3 separate regions of the Zea mays genome follow, and regions 2 and 3 are each linked to region 1. The links are chromatin contacts, called in public Hi-C maps. All regions are on one chromosome and are shown on one strand. Each heading gives the region's core, a stretch centred on a gene start, on an enhancer-like site or on the middle of the called end of the contact. The rest is flanking DNA. Distances are from core to core; before and after follow the strand shown.

Region 1 (5,078 bases), core at 710-3,209:
TGCCTGGATCGGGAATTCGGGATGGTGCGTATACCATGTTCTTTTGCAGCAAAAGCTGTCTCCACATGATGCCAGTACTTCTAATCTTCTGTCCAATAATGACTACGACATTGAAGTCCAAATTGTATAAAAAAACGCATGTTCTAGATAGCAGGGATAGGGTACTAGACCTTAATAGTGTGACCTACTGATATATAAAACAACCGCATGACACTCATCTATCTCTGTGTAAAAAGAACAATTCTTATACCGCTACATTTTACTTAATGTAATATATTAGTTATCATTCTAAATGCCACTTTTATCTCATTTATATAGATTTTTTCTATGACCCGGCCAAACCTACTAAATTTATTTATCTTCCATCTTAACTATTTTATATTGAATTAAACCGATATGTATATAGCTGGAGGTGTAGATCCGGTCCCGGATACAATATCTTATCCTTCTATACCATCACATACCATCACATGTGACATAGAAATGATTAGAACATGCAATTACATATGTGTAATCTAGTGAGGGCATATGTCCCGTTCATTTCTCGGTTATAAGTAATACAGTTAAAAATAATCCAGCGAGAACATAGATCTCTGTTTATTAGGTCTCCTGCTTGGTAAATGCACTCGCTCTGATATTTTAGTGCTCGTTGTTGCAAATATACCCTCTACTATTTCATCATAGTCCGTCCTTGCCAACCACATAGTCTTATGATTGCAATTTTTTGACTGAGGGAGTAAGTTTCAAGATAGCCGGTCTGGGTACACCAGTAGAGTAGCCGTGTGCCGCCCAGGCCCACCGCTGTGCTGCCGTGCGCAAGCAATGAATGTAGGACGACGTGGCGAGGGCCCTGCACAGCACGCCCACTCGCTGACGTGTCGTTCGGCTGCGACCTGGCCACACACTGCCTCGCGCTCGTCTGTGGAAGCGGCGTGGATAGCTCGGGACCACCACGTGGCTGTGAAGAGAGGAACTTGGCGGCCAAGGCAGCCGGACCCCGTACACCGGTGGACCCGGTCCATGCACCGGTGGACCCGCACGCACCCTGCCGCAAACCAGGCAATCACACACGGTGATAAATCCGGCAAGATCTGTCATGTGCACACTGCACATGATGTCATCGCCAATCAGTTACGGCTGCGAGACCGTGAAATTTCCGCGCGGAGAGGCAGAGGCCGATAGCCACTTGATTTTTTGAGGGGGTAGTCGTGGAGATGCTAGAACGCACGTGCCATCTGCGCAGATGAGCCGGCGACACGTGGGACCCACAGTCCCTAATCACGAAGTGATGGCAACATAAAAAACCATTCTTAAGGTCGCTGGGCTGTCAAGGTAGTCAAAGTGTCCAAAGACAGTCGGGAGACGGACGACTCAGTCACGATCACGACGCAAACAACGCTGGCTACTTCCTGTTGCTAGTTCGGAGTTCGGACTCGGACGATTATTAACCGAGTCGCAGGCGGTCCACAGACACAGTCCACCCGCCCCCAGAACATCCCTGCGGCCCAAATAGCCTGCTTCTGGGAACCATCGTTCACGCGGGGCACGGGCACGCCCTCCGTGCACCGGGGCCTCAGAGGCGGGCCCAGGGGTTCATGGTATTCATTAAATATCTAAAATTTTGGTGATTTATAATAATTTGTTAATAATGTATCACATAAAATAACGTTAAAACATTATTTTTTTAATCTTTTAATTTTTTGAATATCCAATCTTAAATGTCTAGCCCGCCTGTGGCCTTTCGGCGCCGTCCCGAGCACCCGCGGACCCGCCTCCCGCCCGTGTGAGATCGCACGCCGCAGAGCGTGCGTGGACAAGACCCCCTCGGCTGCGCGGGCCTGGGTGTCGACATTCCTGCCCCGCAGTCCCGCACCCGGTGACCGGTGGTGTTGATACAAAAGCCCGGGGTCCGGCCACCTCTGCGCCTCTCGCAAACACTGGTTCACGTCCGTCCACCTCTCTACGCCTTTCCTCTTATCCTCCCGTCTCGCGCCGTCGCGCGTCTCGGGTCTCTCTTCTCTCTCTCGGCTCTCGCCTCCCTCCCGGTCCGGGTCGCACGCAGGTACGCACTCTTGACGAGCTCGCGCATCTCCACGAGCGGAGCCGCGGCGCGGCTCCGTACGGCCACTGATCCGTCGGATTAGTCAGCGCGTTTCAGCTCGTGGACATGGATATCTTCTTCGGGTTCCAGTTCTCATTCTTCTAGCTGTATTTCCCTGCATTCGCCAGGTCGCAGCCAGCAGTGCATTTTTATGCGCCGCGCTGGTGGTTTTGGGGCGCGGAGTCCATATCCATGGTCATGGACGCTGGCCTGCACGAGCCGTGCGCGCTGCTGCCGGGATCCAAGCGCGACAGCCACATGCTAGTCTACCCCCAAATCGCCGCCGCCGCTAATGGGTTCACGGCGCAGGAGCTCGAGTCGCTGCTGTTCCTGTCGTCTGATGGGATTACTTTGGCTGCGGGCAGTGGCGGTGGCGGCGGCGGCGGAAGCTATCTGAATGTCGCGCCTACCACTGTGGTCCCGCCCGCCCCGACCAACCGCGCGTCGCCGCCGAGGGATGTGTCCGCCGCGCCGCCCTCGGTGGGGCAGCCGGATGATTCGGAGGCGTTCTCGGACATCGTCCTGGGCTACATCAACCGCATGCTCATGGCCGAGGACATCGACGATAAGTTCGAGCACTACCCGGAGCACCCCGCGGTGCTCGCCGCCGAGAAGCCCTTCCTCGAGATCCTCGCCGAGCGGCCCTCGAGCTCCGGTGGCAGCGCGGTGGAGAGCCCGGGCGGCAGCAGTGTGGGGAACTCTTGCTACAGCGCGCGCTCTTGCACCTGCGCCACCGCCACGGCGGCGTCCGACGCCTTTGGCGCCGTGCTGACGCCGGCGCTCGACTTCCCGTCGGCCGCGTTCCTGCAGCCACCACAGCTGTACCAGGATCTAAGCCCTGAGGGCAGCGTGGTGGATGCAGGCGGCGCGTGGCCGTACGACTCGACGGAATTCTACCAGCTGCACAGCAACCCGTCGTCGTTCGCGTCATCCAACGGCAGCTGTGCTACAATATCAGACGGCTTTGAGTCGTTGCTGAGCTCGCCTGGTGTCATGCCAGATGTTGGCTTCACCGATTTTGCCGTGCAAAGCCAGCAGGCTATGCAGTTCTGCCGTGGGTTCGAAGAAGCAAGCAAGTTTCTGCCTGACGAGAGTAAGCTTGTGATTGATCTTGAGAAGCCAGCATCTGTTACAAGCTTGGTGGCTAACATCAAAGGGGAGAACAGGTTTGCAGAGGTCAAGGCAGAGAAGGCCGATGTTCAGGCAGAAATTCACAGAGGAAAGAAGCATTTCTATGGTGATGACTTGGATGCAGAGGAAGGGAGGCGCAGTAAACATTCAGCACCCGCTATCGACACTGATCACCTTGTGCGGGAGATGATGGACAAGGTCTTGTTGTGCAATGGCGAGACATGTTCAAAAGGCGTCAAGGAACTCCGTGAAGCCCTGCAGCATGACGTGGCAAAGAATTCACACGGGGTTCATGGAAAAGGGTCCGGACATGGCAAGGGCCGTGGCAAGAAACAGCCGAAGAAGGAGGTGGTTGACTTGGAGACTCTCCTCGTCCACTGTGCTCAGTCTGTGGCCACCGATGATCGACGTGGTGCAACTGAGCTCCTGAAGCAGATCAGACAGCATGCATCGCCCAATGGCGACGGTGACCAGCGTTTGGCGCACTGCTTCGCCAACGGCCTTGAGGCGAGGCTTGCTGGCAATGGAAGTCAGATTTACAAGTCTCTTATAATGACGAGGTTTCCCTGCACCGATGTGCTGAAAGCCTACCAGCTTTACTTGGCAGCTTGCCCATTCAAGAAGATCTCCCATTTCTTTGCCAATCAAACCATTATGAATGCTGTGGAGAAGGCGAAGAAAGTCCACATCGTGGACTATGGTATATACTACGGCTTTCAGTGGCCGTGCCTCATTCAACGGCTCTCTACCAGGCCTGGTGGCCCTCCGAGACTCCGGATCACGGCAATCGACACGCCGCACCCTGGTTTTCGCCCAGCAGAGCGCATAGAGGAGACCGGAAGGTATCTAAAAGATTATGCTGAGACCTTCAATGTGCCCTTCGAGTTCCGAGCCATTCCATCTAGGTTCGAGGCGGTTCAGATAGAGGATCTCCACATTGCCAAGGACGAGCTGCTGATCGTGAACAGCATGTTCAAATTCAAGACACTGATGGACGAGAGCGTGGTGGCTGAGAGTCCAAGGAACATGGTCTTGAGCACAATCAGGAAGATGAACCCACATCTGTTCATTCATGGGATCATCAATGGCTCCTACAACGCACCCTTCTTTGCGTCTCGCTTCCGGGAGGCCTTATACCACTACTCCGCCATCTTTGACATGCTGGAGACGAACATCCCGAGGGACAACGAGCAGAGGCTGCTCATCGAGTCAGCACTGTTCGGTCGAGAGGCAATCAACGTAATCTCCTGCGAGGGCCTGGAAAGGATGGAGAGGCCCGAGACATACAAGCAGTGGCAGGTGAGGTATCAGAGAGCTGGGTTCAGGCAGCTCCCGATCAACCAGGACATCATGAAGCGTGCTCGCGAGAAGGTCAGGTGCTACCACAAGGACTTCCTCATCGACGAAGACAACAGGTGGTTACTGCAAGGGTGGAAAGGACGCATCGTGCTGGCGCTCTCAACGTGGAAGCCAGACCACAGGTCTCCCTAGCTTCCTCGAGGGCGGCTACATGGTTGCAGATCGAGCACTGCACTGTAGATGGAGGCCTGTTCGTATCTTTGGATGCTTGGGCTGGTTGTTCCTGGGCTGCAACATATAGCTAGGCTAGGCTTGTGCTATTCGAACTACTAAAGCATGTTTTGCACTGTCTCATATAATAGTGATGCCATCAAGGGTCCCTGCATGTTAGGTTATGGTTCAGTTTTGGACAGGAACAGTTAGTGCATTCTTTGATGGGACAGGCTAGGTATGTTAGTTAGTAGTTACGCGGTAGACCCTAGGGTTGTTTCATGCATGGATCAGTCTTATGGATTCTTGTATTATATTTGTTCCCCCCATTAACCAG
Region 2 (5,078 bases), core at 1,574-4,073, 240 kb after region 1:
ACAGAAACCTTCTCGTGATACCATGTAGGAAAGTGATTTGAGTATTTCTTTCATATTATTGCAATCGCTCAGCGTACATATATATAGGTATCGTGGACAGGCCCACTTACCATATTACAATCCAACAGAAATGATATCGTTCCAATTTTGATTGCCAGCTACTTGTTTCATAAACTTATTAAATGGCCATATTTATTCTCCTAGAATGCTAGCAAATCTAATAGTTCCATTTTTTTTTTTTTTTGCTCTTCTTTAACTTATGAACGAAGGCCACCATCCTTATTCAGGAACCTTTGTTTGACGAGAGCCTATCCTAGGAAAGGGAAGAGTGGTCGAGCGGTTAAAAGGTAATGTAGTGTAAATCCGTTGAAGGTTTTTTATGATTAGTCAACATGATCTGCATGTATTTAGTTAGTTATGGTTCGGAGTATAGCTTATTAACTTTTCGTGAGGTTGGCAACACCTCAAATATTCATTCAACTGTGTTGCATGCACGCTCGCTATTGGTGGCCATGACCGTCAGACATCAGTGCTTCCCTTGGTGACGAAGCCACAAAAAAACAGGATACATTCATTTTAGGTGGTTGTGTTAGTTAACCACAAAATCTAGGGTTCGTTTGGATCATCAAGATAACTAAAGCTTAGTCATGTGTTGGTCGGATTCATATACTCGTGTGAGGAACTAACAACTAGTTAAATTACTGTAAATACATGAGATCGAGAGACAGAGCGACAGATAAAGAGAGAGGGGCCGGGCCGGCAGATTGCTTAGCCAATCGGATTGTGCTTGAGGTAGATCATCGGATAAAGATTACATGGCAAAGCCATCTGCACGCTTCACTTCAACAAACGCATACAGTTCCAAGCAACGTACGGCACTGTTTGTGTTTGGCTAACCTTGTGGTCGAAGCTCCAAATCACAACGAAGAAAAGGCATGCACGTAGCTTCAAAGGCTAACAAAACACAAAGGAGTCGAGAAACTAATAGGGTGTTTGGTTTGAGGAATGAGCTAGTCCATTATTTTCTTACTCCTCACTATTTTTGTTTGGTTTGTGGAATGAAATGAGTTGATCCATCACCATATCATTCCTCATAGTTAGTTAGTTAGTACTAATATGAGGAATGAGGTCATCCCATTAAATTTGAAAAATAAATCCATGATGCATCACCTCAATTTGGATGCAGTGATTCCTTAAACCAAACACCCCGAAAGGTGCACGGACAGAAGGGGTAAACAGTGTGTGGGAGCCGATCTTTTGATGGGAAAGGTGTCGTATGGAGTTTATTGCAAGCTGACTGAAAAGGTCAACTTAAAGCGAGTGCTCCATATGTTCCTACTAGAATTGATATTTCACCTTCTTGGAATGATTTGTTGTCTGAAGTGGCTAGGCTTCCTCCATGCATGCTATGCAGCGTCATGGTAGTAAATACTCTGTGTTCTATTATTTGCATTTTAGCAAAAAAGAAAGCATTGATCAAAGCTATATTTAGAAAACCATGTCTTGTCCTAAACGATAAATAACCGAGGGAGTACTGAGTTATATATAGGCTTCATTGTGCAAAGTGAACCGGAGTAACATAACTCTGCTGGGAGCAGCCAGGGCATACCAGCTGCCATGCCCCTAGATTCGAAGTTCGTGCCAAATTATTATATGGAGTTCTAGATGAAGTAGCCCACAAACTTAATTGTAAGGGGGTGTTTGGTTTATAGGGACTAAACTTTAGTCCCTCCACTTAATTCCATTTTAGTTCATAAATTGCTAAATAGGGAAACTAAAATAGAGTTTTAGTTTCTATATTTAGTAATTTAGGGACTAAAATGGAATTAAGTGGAGGGACTAAAAATTAGTCCCTAGAAACCAAACACCCCCTAAAAAGGCAGTGTACTGATGCTACTACTTAGGGGGTGTTTGGTTTCTAGGGACTAATGTTTAGTTCATAGATTTTATTCCATTTTAGTTCCAAAATTGTCAAATATAGAAACTAAAACTTTAGTCCATTTTATTTTAGTTTCTATATTTAGCAATTTATACACTAAAAAGGAATAAAATGAAGGGACTAAACATTAGTCCCTAGAAACCAAACACCCCCTTATTAGGATTTAGATATGTACTAAACTAGTGATGCACTATATATATTGCGCTGTGATTTGCTGAAAACACACTACTCCCTCCGGTGCAGTAAAAGAAGTCATCCTGCGCGTGACCGAGCGTGCACAAAAAGAAGTCATAGCGCGCGTGGGTCTGAGATTTGGACGTTGTTGCCCCTAGTAATTGCACAAAAAAAGATGCATTTAAAAGGAATCGAACTTGAGACCTCCAGTCTAGAATGCCTTGGAGCTGCTGCAGCAACCAATCAAGCCTGATTGTTTTAGTGACGTTAATGCACCCATATCCCTATTTAATAGGGGCAAACAGGGAAAACTCTATGATAATTAATCACTCCTTGGTATGCACAATCATGTCCTAAACGACTACCTTTACTGCACTGGAGGGAGTACTTGTTTTTACCCTAAAACCTTGTGTACACTATCAGTTAAGCCAATATGTCCCCTTCGATTTTTTGTCAGACTCCGACGCTGCTCGTAGCAAGGAACAACTAATAAACGAGAAAAACGAAGAGGCTTTGCCATACAGAAGGGCCGCCTTGTTGAGGCAGAGCTAGAGAACGGAGCAGCGAGTGGCCCAGCGACAAGTTTTCCAATTCGCTTCCACCAACTAGGCCAACCACCACCGTGCTGTGACCCCCTACCATGCAGGCCACGAACCCGGCGGCCATCATGGCGCCTATATAGAACCCAGCACTCATTCCATAGCAAAGTGCACCACTTCACTTGCTTCAAAGCGCAAACACACAAGAAGGGCGGAGCTGTTGTCATCCTGACAATGGGCGCGCGTCGTGGTCTCCGGCGAGGCCAAGCCGCCGCCGCCGCCTTCTCCGCATGTCCCTTCCTCGCCCTCGCCGTCGTCCTCCTCGCCTTGCCGGAGCTCGCAGCCGGCGACACCCACTACTACACGTTCAACGTAAAACTACTCTAGCGCACGAGCATTACAAGATCCAGCGCGCACACACACACATCGTCATCATCATCATCAGTGTTTCTCACTATTACTGGCCGGTATGGATTTGGTTCGTGCTGCAGGTGCAAATGACCAACGTGACACGGCTGTGCGTGACTAAGAGCATCCCGACGGTGAACGGGGAGTTCCCGGGGCCGAAGCTGGTCGTGCGGGAAGGCGACCGCCTCGTGGTCAAGGTTCACAACCACATCAACTACAATGTCTCGTTCCACTGGTAAGTGGGATCGTATCACAGCAGCAAGCGCACCGCGCCGTGTTGCCATCTCTCTGCCAGCCGGCCGGCGTCTCATCACCCGCGTCGTCACGCAGGCACGGCGTCCGGCAGCTGCGCAACGGGTGGGCGGACGGGCCGTCGTACATCACGCAGTGCCCGATCCAGGGCGGGCAGAGCTACGTGTACGACTTCACCGTCACGGGGCAGCGCGGCACGCTGTGGTGGCACGCGCACTTCTCCTGGCTGCGCGTGCACCTCTACGGCCCGCTCGTCATCCTCCCCAAGCGCGGCGAGGGCTACCCGTTCCCGCGCCCCTACAAGGAGGTGCCCATCCTCTTCGGTACAACGCCTGCCCGCTGCTCGCGCTCGTCGTCTTCCTTCCATCGATCGCTTGATGGAGTTCCGTGCGTATTGCGTGGATTCTTTATTTGCAGGCGAATGGTTCAACGCGGACACGGAGGCCGTCATCAACCAGGCCCTGCAAACAGGCGCCGGCCCAAACGTCTCCGATGCCTACACCTTCAATGGGCTTCCAGGCCCGACATATAACTGCTCGTCTAAAGGTACGCTTTCTTTGCAAGGGCTAGATTATTTAGGCCCATCGCTTGTACTTTTTATTTAGTCATGTTATTAGAAAGATAAAACGAGATGAAGATAACAAAAGCCTGGATTTGTGATTTCTTTTTGGATGAAACAAAAAACCAGACACGTACAAGCTGAAGGTGAAGCCCGGGAGGACGTACATGCTCCGGCTCATCAACTCCGCCCTCAACGACGAGCTCTTCTTCGGCATCGCCAACCACACGCTCACCGTCGTCGAGGCGGACGCCAGCTACGTCAAGCCATTCACCGTCAGCACGCTCGTCATTTCACCGGGGCAGACCATGAACGTGCTCCTCACGACGGCCCCCAGCCCCGCCTCCCCGGCCTACGCCATGGCGATCGCGCCCTACACCAACACGCAGGGCACGTTCGACAACACCACCGCCGCGGCCGTCCTCGAGTACGCCCCGACGACGACCAGGAACAACACCCTGCCTCCCCTACCGGCCCTGCCGCTGTACAACGACACCGGCGCGGTGTCCAACTTCTCGCGCAATTTCCGCAGCCTGAACAGCGCGCGCTACCCGGCGCGCGTGCCGGTGGCGGTGGACCGGCACCTGCTGTTCACCGTGGGGCTCGGCACGGACCCGTGCCCGTACACCAACCAGACGTGCCAGGGCCCCAACGGCACCAAGTTCGCGGCGTCCGTCAACAACAACTCCTTCTTCCGCCCCCGGACCGCGCTCCTCGAGGCGCACTACCGGCGCCGCTACGCCGGCGTGCTCCTGGCCGACTTCCCCACGGCCCCGCCGCACCCGTTCAACTACACGGGCACCCCGCCCAACAACACGTTCGTGCAGCACGGCACGCGGGTGGTGCCGCTCCGCTTCAACGCCTCCGTGGAGCTGGTGCTGCAGGGCACCAGCATCCAGGGCGCCGAGAGCCACCCGCTGCACCTGCACGGCTACAACTTCTTCGTGGTCGGCCAAGGGTTCGGCAACTTCGACCCGGTGAACGACCCGCCCGGGTACAACCTCGCCGACCCCGTAGAGCGCAACACCATCAGCGTGCCCACCGCCGGCTGGGTCGCCGTCCGGTTCCTCGCCGACAACCCGGGTAATCAATCAACTGATCCATGCACATTTATCATGCTCTGCCTGTGTTGACTTGGTTGCATATATCTGGCAGGCGTGTGGCTGATGCATTGCCACTTCGACGTGCACTTGAGCTGGGGCCTGTC
Region 3 (5,078 bases), core at 1,302-3,801, 200 kb after region 1:
GCCTAGCATACCCGGAAACCCCCTGTCCGCGTTAACACTAAGTATGCGAGAAATGCCGTCGTGGTTAGGGATACGGAGGTATTGTTCGCTAAAGGAAGATATGATTGCGCGACAGAAACGGATAAGGCAGTCCCTAGCCGTAGTCTGTCCAATCTGTATGTACTCATCGACGGCATCGCTTGGTAACCCGTACGCAAGGATTTGCAAAGCAGCACATACTTTTTGCAATGGACCAAGACCTGCTAAACCAGTTGCATCACATCTTACTGTGAAGTAATCATCTTCTTCGTTGAACGGCACGAAGGATACGTAGAAACAAAGGACGTTGCATCCGAAACCTAAAATCGAGAACAACGCAAAAAATAAGAATGTGAAGCTCCAAATGAAAGTCAAAATATAACTTAGGAAATGTACCGTCGACGAAATACATGGGATGGATACACTGGATTAGGTCCGAAGTAGTGGTGCTTGATGAGATTTTCTCCAGCAGCGTGATCCCTATGGATAACACGGCGAGGCAATGAGGAGCGCCTACGACGCATGCTCGTGTCTCCGATTACATGGTGCTCAACATGGTGCAAAAGCAAAAAGTTATCGATCTCATCGTCGGACTCATCGGACGATGAAGACAACACCAGGCTTCGCAATGAGTCCATCAAGAACTCACCTTAGACTACGTAGTATGTATTTTTGATGGAATGTCGGATGAAACAGAAGACACGAATGTGTAGGTGGGTGGAGCATGGCCGCAGGGGGACCTTATTTAAAGATAGCTTCGGTGTGTGAAGGAAGCCAGAGGGTCGTGGCTTGCCGGAGAAGACAGTCGTGTGCTGGAAGCCAATCGTGTCGTGTACGAGAAGAATGTTAATTCTTTTTTAAAAAAAACATAAAATGGAAACGTATTTCTAATACCGTATTAATACTAATTATGGCGTTTGGTAATTAATTGTGGAACACGTGAAGCCGGTGTACTGTTCAAATAACAAATACAAATAAAATTAATATGTCATGGTACGAATGCCCTTGTACTGTGCAAATAAGAAATAAAAATTAAATTAATATTTAATGGTAATTATCCCCGTATACAGTAGATATAAGAAATAAAAATAATATTAATATTGTATGGTAGTTGAGTTAGTTGATGAAGAAAGTATATAATATTGTTGTGGTGGGGTATAGAGGATTGATATAGGGGGAACCGTTGTAGAGTGTGGAGAAATAGGGGGAGAGAGAACGCTGACGTGGCACGTGAGTGGGATATAGGGGGAGAAATTTAGGGGGAACCGTTGAAGTGAGTCTGATGCAGATCTGATCCTGTAGCAACGTCGATGTAGAGCGTGCTGATAACGTGTTGAGAACTACGTTACCACGGATCACCAGATCTGCTCCCTTCCCTCCCGTCAGCAGTAGAGGCGCAAGAAGATGTAGAGAGCCCGTCTCCCTTCCCATAAGCACGACAGAGGAAACACACGAGACACTGGATATAGGGTTGGGCTTCTGGCCTCTTTCTGATCTTTGTATTATGATGGGGTGTACAGGTTCCTTATATAGAGATGTGAGACCCCTCAGGAGCAAAGCAGGTATTTGCCCACGAATCCTAACTAGGGTTACTTAAGATGGGGGACAGTCCGACGCATACTTTGCTTTATTAAGAACGGGAGCCACGCCCATGGCCCATGGGCCATATCCTGTAATTCCTTCTAAAATCAATATGTATGGTTGGGCTAGGCCACTTAGCAGAAAACCATGGGCCAGAGGCCGAACAGCAGACCGGGTCCATTTACGGCGAAGGTCCACGTAACGTGATACGGCCGAGTCAACACAAAGCGCCGCGCCGCAGTATTTTTCCACACGACGAGACCAGAGCAGGAGTAGTAGCATAGCAAAGCAGACCGCCCGATCTCCTCCCGATGCGGGCCCAGCTGCCCAGGGATCCGAGGCGGAAGGGATGATTCCAGCAGCCCCGAACCACGCCTCCCGCGTCCGGCTCACGTGGACCGTCCGCGGAGGGCCCTGCGGCCCGCCCACCGCGGCGCACCAAGGCCGAGTCCACGGCGTGCGGTGGGGTCGTGCGTGGGTATGGGGGCAGCGCGCGCCGAAGTCGGGGACCCCACCGTATTCGGTCGCCCATCACGACCCGTACACCTGGCACGCGTAAACAGGCCACGCAACGCAGTGGAATCCGATGCGGGCCGGCGTATCCTTTCTCCTTCCGGCCCAGTATTCTTACACTAGGACCCCTCGCGCACAGAGCTAACTCGCAGGAACCCCCCCTCGTCTCGTCTCGTGGTCCCAGGAAGGACCGATCCGTGATACCACAGAACACATGCCCTCCGTCTAAAGAAGTTTTAAATCGAAACAGCGGACCGCGGCTTCCCGCCCCTCCGCGCACCCTTTCCCGCTTAATTCCCACTCGCTGGATCGGACGGCGCGGGGTCCGCCACGTCACCGATTCCGGCCCACCTTGCGGAGCACGGAGCCGTCCACTTCCGTCCTTCGGAAGCCCGATCCTCCCTCCCGCCGCCGCCTCGGCCCCCTCCTTATATGCCCCGCCAGCCGCGTCTCTTCCCTCGCAAACCCACGTTTCAAAAAAAAGAGAGGAAAGCAAAGTTCCTTCTTCCCTCGAAAAAAAAAATCAGTCTCGCCATGGAGAGCAGCGTTGGCATAGAGAAGGCCGCAGCGGTGGCGGTTGGTGCAGGTGTGGGCGGGGGAGGTGGAGGGTACGGCTGCGGCGGGTGGGAGACGCCGAAGCGCGAGGAGTGCCGCATCCCGGCGACGCTGCCGTGCCCCGCGGCGCCGAGGAAGGCCGTGCCGGACTTCGGGAAGCGGCGCAGCCCGCCCAAGAACGGCTACTTCCAGCCGCCGGACCTGGAGGCGCTCTTCGCGCTCGCGCCGCGCCGCCAGGCCTTCTGCGCGTGACTTGGCGCGGACTTGATTTTTTGGGGAGGGAGTTGTAGATAGCTTGCCGGTCTCGCTCTGTTGTACTCTTTCTAGTGGGGGTGTTTAGTGGCCGCGGGTGTATTAGGGAGGCAGTAGGGTGGTTTTAGGGAGTAGTAGGTAGGTAGGTGGTGGACTCTTAAATCATAAGCATACTGTTTGGTTAAGCTGATGAAATCCTTATATATGTTTCCTGTCACTTCTGCGTATCGATGCTACCAGCGCTTGTGAATTGTGATTCGAGATTTTGCAGTCGATGTTCGCTAATACTGCCTGCGGCTGCTGTGCCGGTGAGTGAGGGGCGGCGTTTTTTTTTGGCTTTGCTTCACTTGTATTGTATGCGGTGCATCTACATAGGATACTGGTGATGATGGTGATCCGTGTCCAGGTTGCAGCTTGAAGCTTCGAAAAGCATCTGTAATAGTAGTATGCTTCATGGCTACTGCTGCAGTCTATTCTCCCGTTTAGTCGGTGTTAATGTTAGAAGCAGTACTTTACTTACTTTTAATGTATGAGATGCATGGTTAGAAGCAGTAATCCGTGGTGCAGATGATGAAGTGATGGTAACTGCTGTTCCTCCCAGCTGGTAGTACATGCATGAGTGCTTGTTCGTTTCGCCGTTAATTCATGTGGACCGTTAATCCATATAGATTAAGTGGTATTAAGTCGGTTTAAATTCATAGCAAGTCAAAATACATCCTAATACACACCAATCCACGTGGAATTGAAATAATCGAACAAGTCCTGAAGTGGAAGGAATTAAAAAAACACAATGGAGAGGGAAGCTGTGCTGTGCTCTTGAACCCCGGCCGCAGTTATTGTGGCTGCGGGAGCCCTGCAGCGCGATGTGGGCTTGGCATTCGCCTGCCTCCTGCCCTAGGCGCATTGCAGTGTATGTGGGCGGCCCGTGTGTGTGACTAGTGTCAGGGGGGGGGGGGGGGGGGGGGGGGGGGGGGCTTCAGAGCTCGCTTCTGTGGTCCTGGATCCATCATCGCGAGGGGGAAGACGCGGACGGCTTCCAGTTCCAGATGCTGTGAACGCCGAGCCGACAGGATAATGCACAAGCTCGCTGCCCCGCGGGGCGGTGGGGGTTGGGTGGGGTGGGGGCTGTTGCTTGTTGGTGATCGGTGCGGGCATGTGTTGTGCCTCGAGGGCACCGGGCGCTTGCCGGCCCCCGTGTCCCGTGCCGCCCCGGTGGGTGACTGTTGAGACCTAGTGTGGGACCAGAAGAGCAGCGTCACGACGTCGGACAGCCACACTCTGTTCTGGCGTGGTGCACTGAGGCTCCTGCTGCAAGTGAGGTTTTTGGTTCAGTTCAACCAATTTACACCTTTTTTAAAAAAATATAAAACAAAGTGACAGTCTCTATCATCTGATCTGAAAGATGATACACAGCTCATAATCGTAATACAAACCGGAGCCTGACCATTGGTCTTTCTTTCCAGACAACATATATGCATGCTGTGCCTGGGCTCGTAGGTCTGATGATATCCATACACTTGTTTTATGCGATAGGTTGCCAAGTAACTTTCGCGGTTTCTCCTTTCCCCAACGACCAACAATGGCGACGTCAGTCGGCTTCTTCTACGAGGGGGCATCCTGACGGCGACATGGCACCGGCCAATTAGCCATGCAATTTGGCTTTGATTAATGCCGGTGATACAATATTCCTGCAACTCAAGCAAAAGCATTTTCCGTTTCAGCTACCGGTTCTACTTCTACCTCCACGAGAGATTTGGGGGGGGGGGGGGGGGGGGTGCGGCTGAGGTGGGGGGACGTCGGTCCCCAACCGCTGCACGACGCCAAACTGCGAGAGCCAGGAGAGACCTCAAGTAGTTCAGAGAGATCCTTTGTCCTGAAGCCAGAGCGCCAGAGAGAGAGAGAGAGAGATCACACAGTGACACAGACACAGTTTGTTGGCAGTATCACATCTAAATTCTAGTCTGGCGACACAAAAACCACTAAAGCATTTGTCCCATCGCAACCAACACCGATTCGTGCCAATCTAGTCGTACTCGCAGGTCGCAGCCCAAAAGGCCACAGTGGGTAGCATACCATACGCCACTGATTTCTGTTCCTGTCGAACAAGTATAGCAATCTGCCTAGTTCCATAAATAGGCACGCGCCGAGGTTTAGGCCTC

What was found. A called contact is a pair of places that touch in the nucleus more often than the background predicts.
Region 2: a contact with region 1 is called in a Hi-C map of ear, with 3 times the contacts expected there. The contact joins the promoter of LOC732847 here to the promoter of LOC100279528 in region 1. A contact is called at or near these places in 2 of 25 Hi-C or Micro-C datasets (ear and tassel).
Region 3: a contact with region 1 is called in a Hi-C map of endosperm, with 3 times the contacts expected there. The contact joins the promoter of LOC100277116 here to the promoter of LOC100279528 in region 1. A contact is called at or near these places in 2 of 25 Hi-C or Micro-C datasets (bundle sheath and endosperm).

What each region holds. Positions count from the first base shown.
Region 1 is chr3:185,836,576-185,841,653 of Zm-B73-REFERENCE-NAM-5.0, reverse strand. It overlaps LOC100279528 (SCARECROW-like protein), which reads left to right and starts at 1,959. Exons shown (of 1, transcript NM_001152526.1): 1 at 1,959-5,072. The coding sequence starts at 2,294. The coding sequence ends at 4,723.
Region 2 is chr3:185,593,545-185,598,622 of Zm-B73-REFERENCE-NAM-5.0, reverse strand. LOC732847 (laccase-like) reads left to right here and starts at 2,823. Exons shown (of 6, transcript NM_001112451.2): 1 at 2,823-3,024; 2 at 3,144-3,295; 3 at 3,391-3,635; 4 at 3,730-3,858; 5 at 4,001-4,954; 6 at 5,027-5,078. The coding sequence starts at 2,887.
Region 3 is chr3:185,640,993-185,646,070 of Zm-B73-REFERENCE-NAM-5.0, reverse strand. LOC100277116 reads left to right here and starts at 2,551. Exons shown (of 1, transcript NM_001150776.2): 1 at 2,551-3,136. The coding sequence starts at 2,647. The coding sequence ends at 2,919.